Linked DNA regions of Hordeum vulgare: region 1 is linked to region 2. Evidence: chromatin contacts called from public Hi-C data. All regions are on one chromosome and are shown on one strand. The core of a region is the stretch at or near the end of the contact, and the rest is flanking DNA. Distances in the headings are between cores, read along the strand shown. Region 1 holds the start of LOC123448590 (14-3-3-like protein GF14-D). Region 2 has its middle 840 kb from the start of LOC123448590.

Region 1 (4,675 bases), core at 409-2,908, 840 kb after region 2:
TCGAGGATGTCACAGAATGAAACTGCCAAAAAGATTTTTTCCGAAACAGAAAAAGACCGGGAAGCCGGAGAATCTGGGCAGGGGGCTTGCAGGGACCCCACAAGCCCCCTAGCCGCGACCAGGGGGGCCCGCGCCTCCCTGGCTTGTAGGCTCCCTGGGCCACCTCTGCCCTAGGTTTTGCGCCTATATATTCCCTAAAATCTCGAAAAAAATCAGGAGATCATCGAAAGTACTTTTCCGCCGCCGCAAGCTTCTGTCTCCGCAAGATCCCATCTGGGGCACGTTCTGGTGCCCTGCCGGAGGGGGATTCGGATACATAGGGCTTCTTCATCAACACCATGACCTCTCCGATGATGCGTGAGTAGTTTACCTTGGTTCTCAAACAGAGGGAAATACTTACTGCTCCTGTGCTGCATCACCCTTTCCTCTTCAAGGAAAAAATAAACGCAAGCTCAAGAGACGAGAGAAGGATCTCTGGCACCATTGCGAGGGAAGGACTTTTGTTGCCGTAGCAGTGTGGATCGCGTCAAGGGAGTTCGACAGCTTGTTGAAGTAGTCCTTGAACGCCAGCTCCATGGCTTCGATCTGATTCTTCACCGGACGCTGAAGACGCGTCTCGATTGCGTGCACCATCGCGAAGATCCAGGCTCTGAATACCAGATGTTAGCAACCCATCGATTCCTCTCTCGATCTATTAATCAATCACACGAATCAGGTAGCAATTTGGGGATACAACATCTGAGTACACGGATTGGGGAAGAAGGAGGAAGGGGAAGAGAGCCGTCGCATGTTCCGTGCCGTGATCCACTGGATGCGTCTTCCTCTAATGAACGACAGTTAAGCAGGCCGCGGCTCACACCCACTCGGGCCCCTCGTTCCTTGGGTTGGGCTTCTTGGTTCTTGTGGGCCGCATGGCTAGCGAGGTTGTCGGCCTCAGCATGTCACTCGGCTTGACACGATGTAGTATATTTTTCATTTTTTTTATAATGCGGTGTTTTGATGTGTCTTGTGTGGTGTGATTTTATGTTATGTACTAACCAACCGATATTTATATCGAAAAATTTCAACGTCATTGTCTCCGCAAGATCCCATCTGGGACACGTTCTGGTGCCCTGCCCCCTTCTTCCTCCTATCCCATGGTTCTAGATATCAAAGGGTGTACGGGATTGATATATTATTATTAATCATTTGCTCCCGAGTAATTTTAAAAATCATTGATCAAGTCAACATATTTAACCCAATCCCAAATCGGATACCTCAATTGAATAAAAAGCTTCAAAATTAAGGAGCATAATAAATTAAAAAAATTAAATAGAGTAGCTTGTTGAGAAATTGTTGATTTGGGACCAAATTCTAATTGAAGACTGCAATTGATTATGAGACTTTAATTTTGTGAAGGTTAGTGATACATTTTCTTTGTACCTAAATAACTAGTTCTCCTCAACTAGAGTTCTTTAGGTAAAGAGATTCTTTCAACTACAATTATTATTTAGATATAGAGGTATATAGAATATCTTTTTTGAACAGGACGCTGCTGAAGATGCTCACGCCCTCCCAGGCAGACCGCTCCGCACGGGCACTCCCCTTTGACCGCTCCGCTACGTGGCTCCCCGCCCGCTGACACGCCCTCCCCTCCCCGCCCCGCCCCGCCCCGGGGACCTACTCAAATCCCCATCTCCCCCCGCTCCCCCTCCACCCCGCACCTCCCCACAAACGCGTATTGCCTCCTACGCCCCCGGATCCGCTGCTCCACCCCCCAACTCCGTTGCCACACGCCCCTTGCACAAGCGAGCAACCATGTCGCCGGCGGAGCCGACGCGAGACGAGAGCGTCTACATGGCGAAGCTTGCGGAGCAGGCCGAGCGCTACGAGGAGATGGTCGAGTTCATGGAGCGCGTGGCCAAGGCCACCGGCGGGGCAGGGCCCGGGGAGGAGCTATCCGTGGAGGAGCGCAACCTGCTCTCTGTGGCTTACAAGAACGTCATCGGGGCCCGGCGCGCGTCCTGGAGGATTATCTCCTCAATCGAGCAGAAGGAGGAAGGTCGGGGCAACGAGGCGCACGCCGCCACCATCCGCTCCTACCGCACCAAGATCGAGGCCGAGCTCGCAAAGATCTGCGACGGCATCCTCGCGCTGCTCGATTCCCATCTCGTGCCATCCGCCGGAGCCGCCGAGTCCAAAGTCTTCTATCTGAAGATGAAGGGCGACTACCACAGGTAGCTGTCGCCTCCTTATTTGCGCCACAGATATTTCAAATCCATGACGTCAAGATGTGACTATTTTTTATGACGGCGCTCTTCTTTTGTTGGAATGAGGACGTGATCTGTGAGTACGAAGTAACGGGATGTGATATGATATAGTTCTTTGATTTATTTTCTACGGTAGTTTAGAAATTTATGATGGTTTGGTGCTGTGTAGGGCAGGATTTGAGTTGTGGGCTTCCTGTATGATTTATGGACTGGTAGTTTTATATAGGCTTACTAGTCTCTTGCATGAGATGATGCGGATGCGAGTTTAATTTCTGGTGGTGTGTTGGTAAAGTTAGTTTATTTTCTCATTGGTGATGGAGAGTAAAAAAAAAAAGATTGTGATATGGGGTCATTCTATTGGTTTGGGTTTAGTATGTGATTTGTGTATGGTCACACAATGCAGTGACTGGGAGACGTGAGCTTCTGTTGCCCAGTGAACGACGTCTAATTTATCCTTGTGATATTGTGCAGGTACCTTGCAGAGTTTAAGTCTGGTGCGGAGAGGAAGGAAGCCGCCGAGAGCACCATGAATGCGTACAAAGCTGCTCAGGTTACTGATAAGGCAATTTTTATGTGTACACATAGATATGACGAGTAGATCCTTCAGGCTGAGTTCTGTACATTGTTTGCAGGATATCGCTCTAGCAGATTTGGCGCCAACCCACCCCATCAGGCTTGGGCTTGCACTCAACTTCTCTGTGTTCTACTATGAGATCTTGAACTCCCCTGACCGCGCCTGCAACCTTGCAAAACAGGTTTGGTGGTTCTCCTTTCTTCTCCATTTTTTTCAGTTACCATGATTGTCAGCCCAGTGTTTGATTCCAGCTGGTATCAGTGGTGATTATATCCATGGCCAACTGGGGCAATGTACTACCGCCTCTCTGATTTACTAGAGGCAGATTGCCAGCTAACATGCTTGTGGATAGGTTCTGCTCCAACTCCCTTAGCAAATGAAGCTGCGGGAAATCAATCCACTTCTAGCATCTATGCTTCTGTGGGGAAAATTGATAAAGCTTTGGTGGAACTCCCACAATTTTTTCCAATTTTTCATCATCATGGAAGTTACTCCTCCATGCCTTAATATAAGACATTACTACATCCAATATGCTGCATATTGGATGCATGTCTTATATTATGGTGCGGAGGGAGTACTATGCTAGGATTTTGTTCATTTTTTATGTTAACTTCGGAACTGCTCAATCTTAAGGTACATGATACTCCCTCCATTTTTATTTACAAGGCCGCTATCAAAATTACATTTTGCAGAAATACAAGGCCACTAACACTAATCGATGCAATATTAATGGTGTTTGCCTCGTAGTAGGACATTAATTATCCCTTGCATGCATGCGAAAGTGAGATCATTGGTTTGATGTGTATGAGAAAGAAAAATACACATTAATTTACATGACAAACAAGGAGACAAGTTGCCTTGCAACATTGACTTAAAAGGCATTAACTTTTGCCTTGGTACCTGTAATATGGGTTTGTGGCCTTGTATAAAAAAATGGAGGGAGTATAAGGAATCCATACTAGCATGCTATTATGTAATTATGGTTTGTGATGACCACTAAACTGCACTACCTGCATCCCCTGGCATATCTCGGAAGCACTCTTTGACATTGTCAATATAGTACTCATATTTGTGAAGAGTTGTTTGTCTGCTGGCAACATTTCTGTTTGTGCTTGTGCTGCATGCATATATGTAGTTCAAGTTATTAGTATTAGAAGCATGCCAACTTTAGGAAGTAGTGTTGAACTTTCTTATAACCGTTGGTATTCTATATATCTATTATCGGATCTTTTTTTTCTCTGCTGTCTACTTTGCATGTGATGTGCACTTCTTGTTCTTTGAGTCCCTCATAGACTGCTGAATTATATCTTGATGTTTTAGGTAAAGTGATTTATCCCTATGTCTACCATGGTATCGAGTGAAGTGTGAAACTTGTGTGGTTTCTCAGTGTGCATCTAGACTAAGATTCACATGGCCTGTCAGAAACAGACTTAAAATACATTAATTATACTTGTCCATGTAACTAGTCCCTCATGCTCTACTGAATTATATCTTGATGTTTTATGTAAAGTGATTTATCCCTATGTCTACCATGATATTGTGTGAACCGCAAAACTTGTAGTGCTTTCTCAATAAGAATGTAGACTAAGAAGTACATGGCCTGATAGAAATAGACTTAAAATGCGTTAAGTTGTACTTGTCCATGTACTTTTATACTGTTTTGGTGCTGCTTTTGATATGTTTGTGGTTTATGAATTTGCTCAAATGAACTTTCCTGGATATTACAGGCCTTTGATGAGGCTATATCAGAGCTGGACAGCTTAGGCGAGGAATCCTACAAGGATAGCACTTTAATCATGCAGCTCCTACGTGACAATTTGACTCTATGGACATCCGACACCAATGTGAGCTT
Region 2 (4,445 bases), core at 42-2,541:
AATATAATAATAATTTTATATAATAAAATATGGCCTAGAATAAATTTTTGAGAAATAATTTGCCTCATGACTCTTTTCAAAGCCTCCTTCCAAAAACTTTTCCTTTCAAGTGGCATTTCAAACAGAATTTAGTGCTTGAGCCCTTGCTTGAGACCATTCTGAATTCTTTGTTTAACTAAATGGGGATATTATTTTTAATTTGTTCATGTTTATTTAATATGTGAATTTCTGGGTTTTCAATTGATTTTTGAACCACTCCTTTTCCTTAATTATAAAATTCTTCCACAAGTAAATGTTTTTTGAAAATTATGTTGGAACTTGAGTGCTTGCATCAAAACATTTCTTTTCTTCTCACAAATTCATTGTATAACCTTTTGTAAATAACTTTTCCAAGGTTTATTTTATTCAAAACTGACTTTTAATTCCTTTAAGGACCTATTTTGCACCGCAACCTTTTCATAACTTTTTCTAAAAATTCTAAAAAACTAATAGGTGACATGAGATGTCCCTGAATGATTTTTTTTTTTGCAGAAACACATCCAAGTGTTTTGGAAAATTAGAGCTTATTAACTCCTTTTCTTTTATATCCCAAATTGGTGTTTGTACTATAACCCCTAGATATAACTTTTCAAAAATTCTATAAAAAAATTGTCAATTAATGCATGGGATACACTTTTATGAAAAAACCCAGCTTTGTGCTTTGGAAAAATTTAGTAAAACAACTCACTTTGTGTTCTGGTCCAGTTTGGTAGTTTGTACTACAACCATTTTTGCTTTTCTCCATTTGTCTTGAAATTTTTACTTCTAGTATTTCACCCTGCCAAACCCGTAAGTTCATGAGATGAGATCCATTGCAATATTTTTATTCCATGCTTTAATGCCAGAAAGTTTCTGGCCAGAAAAGGTTTTCTTCAAAAATTGTACTAACAAATTTCTCGTTTGATGTACCTAACCTTGCCATCATGAATAACCCCCAGAGAGACCCTCGTCTGGAGTTTGTGGGCACAAACAAAGCCCATTGTAGAATTGTAGCATTTCATCAAGCATGTGTAGTGCATGGCCAAATCTCGCATAGTTCCAATGCTGCACTAAGAGTTTGCTGGCCTGACCAAACCACCATGTCTGGCAGGTTTGCTCCAACGCCTTGTATAACCATGTTAAGTTTGAGCCTCATTGTAGTCATTTTTAGAGTGCCGGCAATTTGCCGAGCACCTTGCGAGCGTGCTTTGGGCGCGTCGAGGGCGCGTCTTATGCATGTCATCGCACCGAGCCGCCGCGTGCCACCAACCCCGCAGTCTGGCCGTTCTTAGCGCGAAGGGACACCTCCCCGCCCCCCAAGCCCGTAGAGGAACTGCCATGCTCTGGCAACCTCGTTGTGTCGTCGGAGCGAGATCCCTGGTAGTACATCCCGCGCCTACTCCGTGCACCAGCTGTCCCCTGGGACCTCTCCCCTGCATCAACCCTTGCTGCCAGCCATGCTATCGCACCTGTCGTGCCTTGCTGCCACCACTGTCGCCCTAAGCCATCGCTAGAGTCTGCCGCCGTCGACCTTCTCTAGAATCCCCGGCGAACCAGCGTGACCTCGGCTATAAAAGAGTCCCCCGAGCCCTTTAATGATTTCAGTACCCCCCGGAGCCCAAAGCTCTGTCCCCTCGCCGCAATTCGACCGGAGCTCACTCCATGCTCACCTGCAATAGCAGCCACCGCCGCCCTTCCCCCTGGCGCATTTGGCAAGTCCAGAGCCTCCCCTCCTTCCTAGAGCCCTCCTCTAGCCCCTGCTGCCCCGAAGGATCCATTCCCGCCCCCAATTTATCTCAGGAATCGCCGGCGACGAAGCCCCTCTTCCGTCCGACGACCCCGTCCGCCATGGCCGAAGCCCTGCCTAGCTCTGAGTCTTCCAAAGGTCGTCCCTAGTTCCCTGAGATGCGGCCTGTTCGCCGGCGTGGATGACGCCCTCTAGCACCGACAGTCTTCGTCGGGGTCAGCCTCTGGCCACGACGCGAGAGGAACGGGAAGAACACGATAGGTTGCCCCCACCTGTCGGTGAGAGGGAGCCGCTGCCCCTCTGGCTCTACCCTGTTGTGTCGTTTCCCTGCAGGTAAGCGTCCTTGCGTGGATACGCTTTCAGTTTCACAAAAGTGTACTACCAACGAAGCGTTTTCTAATTCCCGTTTTATTTTAAAAACAGATTTAAATAGGAACTTTAACTGCTCATAACTTTTTATTTACAACTCCAAATCAATTGATTATTTTTCCTACCTCTCTAAAATTTACTCTAGTTTATTTACAAATTTATTTCAAAAAAATTCAAACAACTTTTATGTGCTGTTTTGAACTTGTTTGTTAATTTATATATTTCAAAATAGGAACTTGGAGAGAGGGGGCTTGCTTCAAGATTTTGGGGTGCACATCACCCTCCTCAAACTTCAAAGGCAAGCATCTTGAACTCTGATTTTCATAAAGTTGTGTGATGTTTGCATTGGTGTATTTATCGCATGATTTTAGGTTATGTTGATAATAATCTCGCATGAAGTCATACCTTGCATAAGAGCATGTGATGGATATTTTTGTAGCTAAGTATGTGGAAGGCAAGTGGTAAGTGGGTACTGCCTCATGCCTCGTATGCTATGTTGGTCTAGACAACCTCGGAGTAAGGTCTGTCGTAGTGGAAATGAAACCATGGGCTAACATCTCGTGGGACGAGAGTGGTGAGTGAAAGCATGTCGTGGTGTGATGGTAGTAACCCTGAGATAATTACTTCAGTAAGATTGTGTGGTATTAACCCTTGTAGGAAAATATTAAACCTCCTAAGTTGACCGAAGATCGAGTCTGTATGTGCGTCACCTTACCTTTCGTGTTGCCGCAGGTCTTTCCGAAAGGAAATATGGTCTAGTAGGTCGTAAACCTATTACCAGGTACACACTAAGTAGAGAGGCTGGGACAAAGGTATCCATGGCCCTGGACTAAATCCAATCATCCGGTCAGGGGGCATGGGTGTTTCCGGTCTGGGGCCGAGAGGGAAGAGCTCTTCCCTTGTAGCACGCGGTATAAATTTGATCCCATGCTATTCGAGGTCGAAGCCTCCCCGTCTTATGGTTTTTCCCTCGCAGCTTAGCCGGGGTGAGGCCAGTCTTTACGGGGGAAAAACGGGTGTGTGCTGGTTCTTGGTGTTTACTTCTGAGATACCGTACGTGGGATTATTTCGACTGGCTATTTAAACCTGTGGGCTGTGGCTAAAGAGTACACCCTTTGCAGAGTCTAAACTGTTCGAGTAGCGTGTCCACGGTCAAGGACGACTGGTTGACTAGTCAAGAGTCGGTCTTAGTGTCAGTCTTCAAAGGAAGTTAAAGAAATCGTGAGACTAATAATGAAATATGGTGGATGATTATATTATTATTTTATTATGGACTAACACCTATGATCATGTTTGTTGAATATCCCTGGGACGGTTCTACTTCCTAGATATTCAACATTTATTACTGTTTTTTGTAAGCCTGTTTTGTGGTGTCTCTTAGAGCCCGACCATGGCAGGCTCATTATTATTTCTTATAAGCCCTTTCTGTGGTGTCCCTTAGATGCCCGACTATCGCATGCTCGTTATTAATTCTTATAAGCCCTATCTATGCGGTCGCTTAGACGCCCGACTGTGGCAACTGTTATTACTTGCATGTGAGCCCTTTAGGCGGTGTCGCTCCGACGCCCGACTGCGACACGATGTTATTACTTATTCTTTGTTACCCTTACTTTCTTGTTTATACAACATTGGTGGAAATAATTTTTCTGCATGAATGCATCCGTGAATTTATTCTTATGGAAGGATAAAGTTATTAAGTGGACCATGCATGCATCTCACCTGCTCTAATTTATATTTTTTCTTGATGTTTGCGAGTACATTCAAAGCACTCACTAGCTTGTCCCTGTCTATTATCTTGGCCATATTGCATTCGGAGAGGAACACGATGCCGTCAACCCTGGAACCTAGGAGTCAAGGATAACAGCCTTGTGAGATAGGGATTTATCCATGTCAGTTGTTCCTATGGGAATGGAGTTCCATGGGCACTAGAGATTCCTCAAGTCGCTTCCGCTGTCGACCTCAGACTTTTGTCCAAACCAGTAGACGTTATGGTCTGGTAACCCAGATTTTGTATTTTGCTTGGATATTCAGTATCAAGTGAGTGTCTACCAGCTAACAGTAGTCCTCGGGATGGTAAACACAGAGACCTGTTTTTTGGATATTATTTTCTGAAAAACCGGTCGCCACAACCTTAGTATCGGAGCTAGGCTGACCACTGGCGAAACCTATCTTAGCCAGGTCACTATCCCTAACCCGGATATTTATATATCTGTGACCCAGTCTGTCATACCCAATAGCCATTCAAAGTGGCCATACGACACCTTTTGGAAGTCGGTGCCTAACCTGTCAGCCCAGCCCTTAAGCTTTGTGT

What was found. Hi-C and Micro-C count contacts between places; a contact is called where the count stands out from the background.
Region 1: a Hi-C map of seedling shows a contact between it and region 2, with 4 times the contacts expected there. The contact joins the promoter of LOC123448590 here to the enhancer-like site in region 2. A contact is called at or near these places in 2 of 6 Hi-C or Micro-C datasets (leaf and seedling).

What each region holds. Positions count from the first base shown.
Region 1 is chr4H:340,990,639-340,995,313 of MorexV3_pseudomolecules_assembly, forward strand. LOC123448590 (14-3-3-like protein GF14-D) reads left to right here and starts at 1,659. Exons shown (of 5, transcript XM_045125543.1): 1 at 1,659-2,216; 2 at 2,721-2,799; 3 at 2,882-3,004; 4 at 4,551-4,667. The coding sequence starts at 1,798.
Region 2 is chr4H:340,152,395-340,156,839 of MorexV3_pseudomolecules_assembly, forward strand. No RefSeq gene overlaps it. Among protein-coding and RNA genes, the nearest start is that of LOC123448590, 840 kb to the right of the region's middle. Within about 2 kb of position 1,292, at least 3 of the 3 cell types and tissues checked have open chromatin away from gene starts, as enhancers often do. A contact at or near this core is called in leaf and seedling, where this site is marked.